2 separate regions of the Mus musculus genome follow, and region 2 is linked to region 1. A link is a contact called in public HiChIP or PLAC-seq data. All regions are on one chromosome and are shown on one strand. The core of a region is the stretch at or near the end of the contact, and the rest is flanking DNA. Distances in the headings are between cores, read along the strand shown. Region 1 has its middle 17 kb from the start of A2ml1. Region 2 overlaps LOC115490435 (a long non-coding RNA gene).

Evidence for each region. HiChIP or PLAC-seq counts read pairs in DNA pulled down with a chosen protein or histone mark.
Region 2: a contact with region 1 is called in a FOXA1 HiChIP or PLAC-seq map of pancreatic cancer cells. The contact joins two enhancer-like sites. A contact is called at or near these places in 2 of 39 promoter capture datasets (cranial neural crest and embryonic stem cells), 4 of 15 datasets of contacts at CTCF or cohesin (embryonic stem cells, large pre-B cells, pro-B cells and 1 more), 22 of 484 Hi-C or Micro-C datasets (B cells, Sertoli cells, cerebral cortex and 8 more) and 19 of 115 datasets of contacts at active chromatin or transcription factors (the 230-238 cell line, acute myeloid leukemia, embryonic stem cells and 5 more).

The regions. Positions count from the first base shown.
Region 1 is chr6:128,595,601-128,600,734 of GRCm38.p6, reverse strand. No RefSeq gene overlaps it. Among named protein-coding and RNA genes, the nearest start is that of A2ml1, 17 kb to the right of the region's middle. Within about 2 kb of position 2,949, at least 158 of the 459 cell types and tissues checked have an H3K27ac peak or open chromatin away from gene starts, as enhancers often do. A contact at or near this core is called in cerebral cortex, forebrain, nephron progenitors and 3 more, where this site is marked.
Region 2 is chr6:128,837,400-128,842,533 of GRCm38.p6, reverse strand. It overlaps LOC115490435 (a long non-coding RNA gene), which reads left to right. Exons shown (of 2, transcript XR_003956525.1): 2 at 1-264. Among named protein-coding and RNA genes, the nearest start is that of Klrb1b, 14 kb to the right of the region's middle. Within about 2 kb of position 2,848, at least 358 of the 459 cell types and tissues checked have an H3K27ac peak or open chromatin away from gene starts, as enhancers often do. A contact at or near this core is called in cerebral cortex, forebrain, nephron progenitors and 3 more, where this site is marked.

The DNA of each region.
Region 1 (5,134 bases), core at 1,700-4,199:
AGCCTGAGATGGTAGGTTTTGGTTTTGTCTACTTATTTATTACTCATACAGAGGCTCATGTAGAACAGTACTGCCTCAAACTCACTAGGAAGCTAAAAATGACCTTGAACTTCTAGCCCTTCTTCCCCCATCTCCTCAATACTGAGATTTCAGGTACGTGACAACACATCTGGAAAAACCCGTATCTGTAGGTTTCCTCTCTTCACAATACTTCAGACCAATCTATTCGATCGATTAGTTGACTTTGCTATATAGTATTTTAAAGGGTATCTTCATTTTATGCACAATTCGAATAAAGTAAGACTCTTAATAAATGAGTCATTAACACAGCACCACGATCAAGAACAGAAGATTAATTCCTGACTCTTGACCTTTCCTCCAGAGGACCTGGGCTCAATTCCCAGCATCCATGTATCAGCTCAGAACCCCCTGTGTGACGGTGATTCTTAGTTGTCTACTTAAAATGAACCACAATTCAGAAAATGCAAAACACACCTATGAGAGATTTCTTGCTTGGTTTGAAGTAGGTGAGTCCACTTCTAGTCTGGACCTATGGTGTGGGAAGACACACGCCATTAAACCAGACCTTGAAGTGAGAAGGCACACCTTTAATCTGGGCCACACCTTTGGCTGGGCATCTATATAAGGAGAGAGAAGAAGGAAGCTTTTGCTCTTTGCCTGTTTGCCCTCACCTTGCTAGCATGTCCATTCCTTCACTGGCATGAGAGCCAGCACCTACATACTTGAGATTCCAGCATCTACTGAAGATCAGCTGAGACACCCAGCTTTGCGGACTGAACAACTACTGGATTCTTGGACTTTTCATTCACGGCCAGCCATTGTTTGATTAGCTGGATTGCAGCCTGTAAGTCATACCAATAAATCCCCTTATCATATTAGAAAAAGATTCATTATAAATGCTGTTACTTTAGAGAATCCTAATGTGTAACTCCAATCCCAGGGGATCTGACGCCCTCTTCTGACCTACAAGGGAACTGCATGCATGTGGTTCATAGGCAAAGCATTGGCACACATAAAAAATAAAATTAAAATTAATCTAAAGGCTATTTTTACGGAAGAACTAAAGTGGTTATTTGAGAAATAAACTTAGCTAATAGCTAGTAGTTGAATAATTCATATTGGATCAGTTCCTTCATAATATTAATATAAGTAGCCATCCGTGTAAAAATACATACTGCGCAATTGTCCCGTGCTTTGAAACAGAAAGCCGAAGAAAGACAGGTTTTGTTTTCTGCTATTTAAGTAGAAGAGACAAATATCAGAAGCAATGTGGATGAAAAATTGTAAGTGCTGCCAGGGAGAATAAAAGCAGTCACGGTGAGGGAAGGAATTCTCCCGTTTGGGCATCTTGTTCAACAATGTTGTCTTACACATCGGCTCCAAATGTACAGGCTTCCTAAGAAAGGAGAAATTAAAGCATTTTATGCACAAATCTTAGTGTGGGCAAAATCTCTTGATAACGAAGACCTTTGTATTTGAAGAAGTGTCTGAGGAAGTCACTGGGTCTGAAGTAGGAAACACATTTTTAAATATTTGCTTTGGTTTAGGAAGCTGTTGAGTTTTGTGATTGTGAAACAGGATGAGAGAGAGAGAGAGAGAGAGAGAGAGAGAGAGAGAGAGAGAGAGAGAGAGAGAGAGAGAGAGAGAGAGAAAGAGAGAGAGAGAGAGAGAAAGAAAGAAAGAAAGAAAGAAAGAAAGAAGTGGAAATTGGGTATTACTCTAAAGCTGTGTGAACAGTCTGTGTAAGGCAGAACACCAGCTCTTCATGGCCTCCAGGAAGCCACCATCTGCTTGTTCTCAAGCAGGATTTCCATAAACTCCACAGACCTCACAAGGAGTCAGCACCTTGCCCTGCCCTGCCCTGCCCTGCCCTGCCCTGCCCTGCTCAATTCAAACTGACCCTGGTGGTATCACTTTAAGTACTAAATCAAATAGCCCAGCATACTGTAAGTCAGAGGAGTGTATATAGGATTCCAACTTAAATTAATGAAAATAAAGATTTGTTGTTTATTACTGTTGTTGTTGTTGGTTTTCTTGAGACAGGTTCTCTCTATGTAACTGGCTGTCCTGGAACTCACTATGTAGACCAGCCTGGTTTCAACTCACAGAGATCCTACTGCCTCTGCCTTTCAAGTACTAAGATTAAAGGAGTACATCACCATGCTTGGATTGTTTATTCTTATTTTTATGTTGGAGCTGGTGCTACAGACAGTTGTGAGCTGTCGTGTGAATGCAGGGAATTGAACTTTGGTCCTCTGGAAAAGCAATCAATACTCTTAACCACTGAGCCGTCTATCCAGCCCAAGATTCTACTTAATCCTAAGGCCAAGTGTCATCTGAGTCCCCTTATAAGAAGCACACAAACTAGTGAATCTCACAGAAAAGAGAGTAAAACAGAACTAAGGGGGAGTATAGAGTTTCCACCATACAGGATAGTAATTTCTGGAAATCTGCTATGAGACACTGTGCTTTTTAAACAGTATTAAATTCTGCTCTTAAAACTTGCTAAGACGGCAGAGTTCATGTCAAATGTTTACACCATAAAAAATAGTTCAAGAAAAATTAGTTTCAAATAGGAAATGGTTAGATGAATTTATCAGATGTACAGAAAACTTGTTCCTGATCTTACTGGTGGGGTGCGGGAACTTTGGGGCAGTAAACACAATCACAGGTATCTGGTTCCCCAAAAGTCTTGCTCTATGAGGCATTAGCTTGTGTGGCTGCATAATTTCTTCAAAACTAAAATTGCATGTTTCGATATACATTATTTTTGGCCAGGGCTATAAGCCTATCTTTCGTGATAATCATTTTACCTAAAAATTAAAAGCTCCATTTTTTTTTAAAACTGTTTCCCTTTGATAGGGGACAATGGCATCCACAGAGCCTCCCTGTTCCTCTTTCTAATACTTAAAGGTATCACAGGTCAGTGAACAAAGAGAAACTGGACACAGTTCAGATCATAAAAGGCTTAACAAAGTCATTAGTGTTCTGTGGACTCTCAAATATTTTCTAATCCCAAATAAGAACTTCCTTATTTATACTAAAAGAAAATGCCCGGCCTTTGAAAGATCTGAGTAACACTTAGATTTTTGTTTGGGGTTGTTATAGTTAGGTGTTTTTTGTTTTGTTTTTGTTTTGTTTTGTTTTCATTGCCCCACCTTTCCCCTCCCGAGTTGGTCCCGGAAGAAGGCGGAAGCACAGACTCAAAAGTCTCTGTGCCCGGGCTGAACTGAATTAACCAAACATTGTTGTAATTATTTGCGCAGCGACAGATCAATTAGGCAGAGTTCAAGGCACAGCAAAAATATTTATGGTCCTCCTCCTTCCTGGAACAATGCAAATGGCCTGGCAGCCGGGCTGCAAGCCAGCACTTGCTGTCCTATGTAAACTGAGCTTTTCTTTGGCTTGGGGTATCAGCTAAGCTAGGCACAGATGAAGCTTTATAAACAGGCTCGGAACCATAGAGACGGAACTCTGTACAGCTGTATAAACAGGCACGGAACCATAGAGACGGAACTCTGTACAGTGGCCACGTTCTACAACAGCACAGAGACCATCACCAAGGTTGGCTTAGGCCCAGATTCTCTACTGATTGCGCGGCCTCGATAGTTATTGAGTTCGTTCTAAATATCCTGTCATTAATGATTCATCTGATCTTTATTTAAAACCTGTGTCGTGGATGCTGCAGCTTTCCTCATGTGACAGACAAGGACACTGATTTTTCAAGAGATTTCAGCTTTCCTAATGACACTCAGTTTTGCCCCAAAATGAACAACAAATATTTCTTTACAAATTTCATACTGTAACATTATATCATCTTTTCTGGTGAATAAATAGAAAAAAATCTTAATTTGTAATCATTAAAGCCCCCCTCCCGCTTTGAGACAGTTATAGCACTCCAGCTTCTGTCTTAGTTGAATTTTTTTGTTTCTTTGGTTTTGGTTTTGTTTTCATTTTTCAAGTCAGGGTTTCTCTGTGTAGGTAGCCCTGGCTGTCCTGGAATTAACTCTGTAGACCAGGCTGGCTTTGAATGCAGAGGTCCACCTCCTGAGGGCTGAGATTAAAGACTCCGTGTCACTGGCCCCTGGCCTTATTTGAATCTTTCAGATTACCTCCCCCGTTGCTGGCACAGGAGGCACTCAGTCAGTATGGATGACTAATGAATCCATGGGAAAGGAAGATGCATGCAGTTATCTGAGTCAGAGTTGCCTCTTGTGAGGTTATAATCTGGAAATATAATTCCTCACAGAGAAACGGAAACTATAGATCAGAAATGGTTGCTGTTTAAGACACCGGTACAACATTATATCCCTGGAAAACTCAAAATACTTTCTTTTTTTCCTTACATAATTTTTATTAAATTATTTGATTTATTTACATTCCAAATGTTGTCCCCCTTCCCGGTCGCTCCTACCAGAGTTCTGCACCCATATTAAATTAGCACTGCTAATTCAATAATGACTCAGGGCCTTCTTTTACTTTTTCTTATTTTTTATTTATTCTTTAATCTTTTATACAGTCCAGTCATTATCCCCCTCCCAGTCCACCCTCTGACTGTTCCTCATCCCATACCTCCTCCCCCCATCTCTAAGAGGATGTCCCTACCCCCACAACCACCATCCCACCAGACCTCCCCACTCCCTGGGGCCTCAAGTCTCTCACAGGTTAGGTGTATCTTCTCTCACTGAGGCCAGACTAGGCAGACCTCTGCTGTGTATGCGTCGGGGGCCTCATATCAGCTAGTGTATGCTGCCTGGTTGGTGGCTCAGTGTCTGAGAGATCTCAGGGGTTCAAGTAAGTTGAGACGGCTGGTCTTCCTATGGGGTCACCCTCCTCCTCAGCTTCTTCCAGCTTTTCACTAATTCAACCACAGGGGTTCCCATCTTCTGTCCACTGGTTGGGTGTAAGCATCTGCACCTGACTCTTTCAGTTGCTTGTTGGTCAAAATACTTTCAAATGCTTCTATACAGCATAGCAGTAAAACGTTCAGAACTTGGGTGGACGAGTAGAACCAAAGCAAAGTGCAATCCCTCCGTCCTTTGTCTCTGTCCCCTGAAGTCCATGTCTTCTGTGCAAGAACTCATGGACCAGGCAGATGAATTCATAAGCTTGT
Region 2 (5,134 bases), core at 1,599-4,098, 240 kb before region 1:
ACATGGCTGTAGCAAAATGTTAAAGAATGTTAGCAAGTTTCCTTCCACCCAAGGGTAGAGAGTGTGGACAAAAATCCAGTTCTTGTATTGTTTCATAGCCAGCCCAAGGTTCTCAGTTAACACTTGCCATCGCTGATTTGTTACCTAAAGGGGGGTAGGAGGGGATGTATTAAGCATACATTCTGAAAAATTAACCATGTATCGTTCTGAATTTCGGCAATGCTTTGTGAAAGCATTAAAATGCTAGTGCTGTTCAAAAATGGATTCGCATGCTTGTTTCTCTGCAGTGCCTGGTATTTTTCATCTCTTTGAATAATACTGAAGATGTTTAAGCGCGAAGCACTTCTTTCGATTCAATATCAGAAGTTTTAGTCCTGATAAGTTCTTTCTGGGCTCACGGAGATGGCATGAGGTAGCAGAGTGCTTACTGCAGAACAAAGCTTCCCCCTTAGCAGTGAACAACGAGAGACTAAGAGGAGAAGATCCAAGGACAAGACATAGCTACCAAAGAAACACCTCAGGGTCTCCAACAACGAGATTCCCAACTTAGAGAGTTTCCCTCACTTAACTAATTGGATAAGGCTGAGCCCTCTTGATCCACTCACCTCTCTCACAGCATCCACCCTATGTAGACCAAGTGTCCCACACTCAGCCTTAGGGCCCTTGACATCTGAAGATAACAGAGGCCACCTAGGACTATTGCCACATGCCCATAAATCCAGGCATGGCATGTGACTACTGTAGTCGTCAATGCACTGAACTATTAAGAATACCTTACTGCTGGGCGCTTTAAGAACCAGGGTGTAATTTCCCTTATTCTCTTTATCACAGCAGACAACATGGCCAAAGCTACCATATGCCTGTGGATTGTGGAATGAAATAGAGGCAAAACAGAGACTCCAAGCAACCTCAGTGGGCAAACTGTGAATTCCCATAGATTTGAAAGGAAGTCTCTCCCACCAATCAGTCTCTCCCTCTCCCTCTCCCTCTCCCTCTCCCCCTCCCCCCTCCCCCTCCCCCTCCCCCCCCCCTCTCTCTCCCTCTCTCTCTCTCTCTCTCCCCCTCCCTCTCCCCCCCCTCTCTGTACAAGCATGCATGCTCTCTGTGTCAACCTCAGAACCTCACTTCTCAGGCAAGCAGCCCAGCCCCTAAGAAACAACTTGAGACCCTCCATCTGTTTTAGGTTGGCCATATTCCTTTACCATCTCTCTCTGAAATTACTCTAGCCCTGCCATGTTCCTTGACTGGGGTCTTGGAAAAAAAAAAAAAAAAAAACTAGGGTGAGAGTAGCCAGCTCAGCTACCCCACACTTCTGACCTGCACTCTGTCATGTTATAATACCATTTGTTATATCAAATCACTAAATCTTGGAGTAATTCTTCAACTTCAATAAAACCAAATATAACCATCAAGAAGGAACCATACAAGGGGAAATGTAGAGTGTGGTTAGGAAATGGGTATTTCCACCTCGATTGTAGGGATCAAACTGAAAATTCATAACATCCTTGGTAGCTAAGCCACCTCCTAACTCCCTTTGTTTGTTTTGTTTTGTTTTTGTGCTGAATACAGTATTTGTTTGGGTTTTTCCCCACTTTGAAATCATAATCTATATGAATTTCTTTTTTGTAATTGTAATGAAATAATTGAAGCCAGGTAATGTAAATAAAGAAAACTTTTCTGAAGCTGGGCAGTGGTGGCACATGCCTTTAATCCCAGCACTTGTCAGGCAGAGGCAGGCAGATTTCTGAGTTCGAGGCCAGCCTGGTCTACAAAGTGAGTTCCAGGACAGCCAGGGCTACACAGAGAAACCCTGTCTCGAAAACCCAAAAAGAAAAAGAAAACATCTGATTATTGCCATTTTCAACTTCTAATAATAATTTATTTTATTTATTTATAGACAGGATTACTCTGTGTAACAGCCCTGGCTGTCCTGAAACTCACTTTGTAGACCAAGCTGGCCTCAAACTCACAGAGATCTGGCTGCCTCTGCCTCCTGAAGGCTGGGGTTAAAGACATACTCCACCATCACCCAGCAATAATGTATTAATTATACAAAATAACAAGCTTCCTTGTGATATGATCATGCATACGTATAATAATGTTTTGGTCACATTGACCAAGCTGTCAGCCTTTCTTGTCTCCCCCCACCCCCAGCTTGTGTTTATTCTACTTCACAAATAATCCTACTTTCGTGGAAAGAATTTTCTCTAATCTGTGGTTTTGAAGGCTAAGCCAAGAGTAGGTGATGTCATGGACAGTGAGGGGCTCAAGCAAGCAGCATCCCACTAGAAGATGCATGCTTGAGAAGAAAATCACATGGTGAAACAGGAGCCCAATGCTAAGAGAGTATCAGCCAATAAGGGCCGCCTATCATGCCAGATGGTGCCAGCATCCTGCCCTACTTCCGTGTTGACATAGTGAGTGAGGACCAGGTGTGCAAACAAGTATGTCCGGCCTTGGACATTGCAACAGGACAGTGTCATCCAAAAAGCTCACCCTGGAGATCCACGGCATTGAGTTTTACACGCACACGCACGCACACACACACACACACACACACACACACACACACACTGTTTTAAGTAAATTTATATATTTGTTGACTGTATAGGTCCAGGAATTCTTCAATCTAGGATGGAAGAGCTGTTTAGTTTCAATCACCTCCATTCCATCCCCACTGACTGAGAAAAGCCTGGAAGTCCATGGCGGAATGAATCACAATCCACCTTTGTCCTCATCCCACAGTAGCAGAGGCTCTTAGGTCCTGCTAGTAGGTGGTATCACACCCATCACCTTTGACAGACCTTAGAATCCCATGCACTTAGGGGTCTTGACCACATGGGGGCATACCAGAGGTGCAGTGACGAGTCGGTCTTTCCGGACCTCGGTCAGTGAGCAGACAAACACAATGGTTGCCAGAGACGAGGAGAGTGGTCCCATCCTGGATGTGATGGAATCGCCACAAACTATCTAGGGAAGGGAGAACTCTAAGCAACCTGGTGAATAGTTGAGGCCAGCTGAGCCCAAGAGAAGAGCAAAGCTGTCAGGAGTTCCTAGGTCCTGGTGCTTGAGGCGGTCCATGTATGCCAAAACTACTTTTTTCAAAATGAGAGGAGTAGTAAAGAGAGGAGGGAGGAGAGGACGACGTCGAGTTGATTTGGAGTCACTAGCAACAGCATGAAAGAAGTCATCACGCTAAGTGACTAGGGCAGACGCCAGCGCGCAAATCCTCCGGCCATACGCAGGGTGTGGAACGTTAGTTCTTTACTTGCTTGTTTGCTTTATTTAAATCATTGTTTTCCATTTCGTTACAGCCGATAACATTTTCTAAGAGTTGTCTTTTATCTATATTAGTAGTCTGTGTGTGTGGGTGCGGTGTCCGACAAAAAAGGTGGCTGGAGAGACAGCCGTGGGTGCTGGGAACCGAACTCTTATATTTTTGGTTGTGAGCCTAGCCTTTAACGGCTGAGCCATCTCTCCAGCCCGACGACGCCCTGTATTCTTTCCCTGAAGTAGCAAGTTAGGCGTTGCGCAACCGCGCTTCCGCTGAGCCTGTTTCTGACTCTAAGTAATCCTCACTTTCTTTCTTTGTACATAAAACCGAACACTCGAAGCGAGAAAAAACGGACTCTTTGCAGCGAACATTTTCTCTGAACGGTGGCTGCTGACTCGTTCCGCACGTGCAGAACTGTAGAAAAGGGTCGCGAGAGGGCTAAGCAGGCGGATTGTAGAGAAGGCCTGTAGGGAAGAGAGGGGTGTGGAGTGCGGCGTGGGCAGGCGTGAGGGTCGGACGTGTGCGTGGATAAAGGTTTGTAAGCAGCGTGGAGCAGTAGCCGGTGCGGCTGAAGAAGCTGGTTCGGGTTGGGGTGCGAGTAGCCGATCAGATTTCAGGAGGAAGAAACATAAAAAGAGGCCTTGTGGAGGTTGGAAGTTTGTTTCGGGGCGCAGTGGAGCCGTGGATTTGTGGTTTTGTTGAAACTGGGAGGAAAAAAAAATGTGTAGACCAGGCTGTCCTCGAACTCCAGATCCTCCTGCCTCTGCCTCCTTCAGCAAATCCTACCGGCCTGCGCCACCAGAGCCGGCAAACTTCGGCTCAGTTAATTGAGTACTCGAAACTTATTTTGATGATGCAAGCTACTAGATGTTTTTCTTTTTTCAATGGAATAAAGAATTCAACACTCCGACAAGACTCCACTTAATTTCGCTTCAAACCTACGCTCTTCGCTCGGTTCACACACTTCAATTCCCCACGCTTTTCTTGACACTGCTGGTTCTTGCCGGCCCTCCCCCAGCATGCCACATCTCCTTCAAGGAGCCCACCAGCAAATGGCGACCATCACTCTAAGTCTCAGCTTTAGGTTTCCTTGCCAGGGATGGATTCAGGATCTCCACATCTTTATATGCTCTATACTTGACTGAGGCAACGTGTTCTGAACAGTAACGAGCTTTAAAACGAAAGATTCTGCTTGTGAACAAAATTCAATATTCTTGTTTTAGAGCCAGCAAGAGTTGATTGTCTTCACTTTGTTTCTAGTTGCTTCGACAAAATATCCTGACAAAGGAAACTTAGAAAAAAAAGACAGGTTTAGTTTGGTCCATTTGAATGTACAGCCCACCATGGTGGAAATCAAGGCAGCAGGAGCTTGAAGTGGTAGGGAACTTCATGTCCACAGTCAGGAAACAGAAGTGTGAATTCCTGCGTGTATTCCTGGGCTCATTCTCCCCTCCCCCTCCTTCTCCCCCTTCCCCTCCTGTGCCTCACCCAGAAATGGTCTTCCCCATTGTTAAGATGGATCTTCCCACACCCATTAATGTTGCTGAGAAGATCCCTCAAATGCCTTCTCAGAGGGTAACCTTAGCCTGGACAATCTCTCACAGATGTGCCCTGAGCCGGGTCTCCTGGGTGATTCTAGGCAGGACAGTAGAGGCTGAAGGGCAGAAGTAGGGACAGCGGAGTTGTCTCTTCCTAAGGCTTTGAAATCAGCCACTGGGCTCTGGCTTGATAGTTAAAGAAAGCCAGAGGAACTGTTTGAGAAGAAAGTTGGCTAAGAAGCAGGAAGGGGAGGCTGAAGAATAAAGGGCCAGGAGGAGCTACAGAAGAGAACCTGCAGCGCCTAGCTCTCAGGAGTGTTCT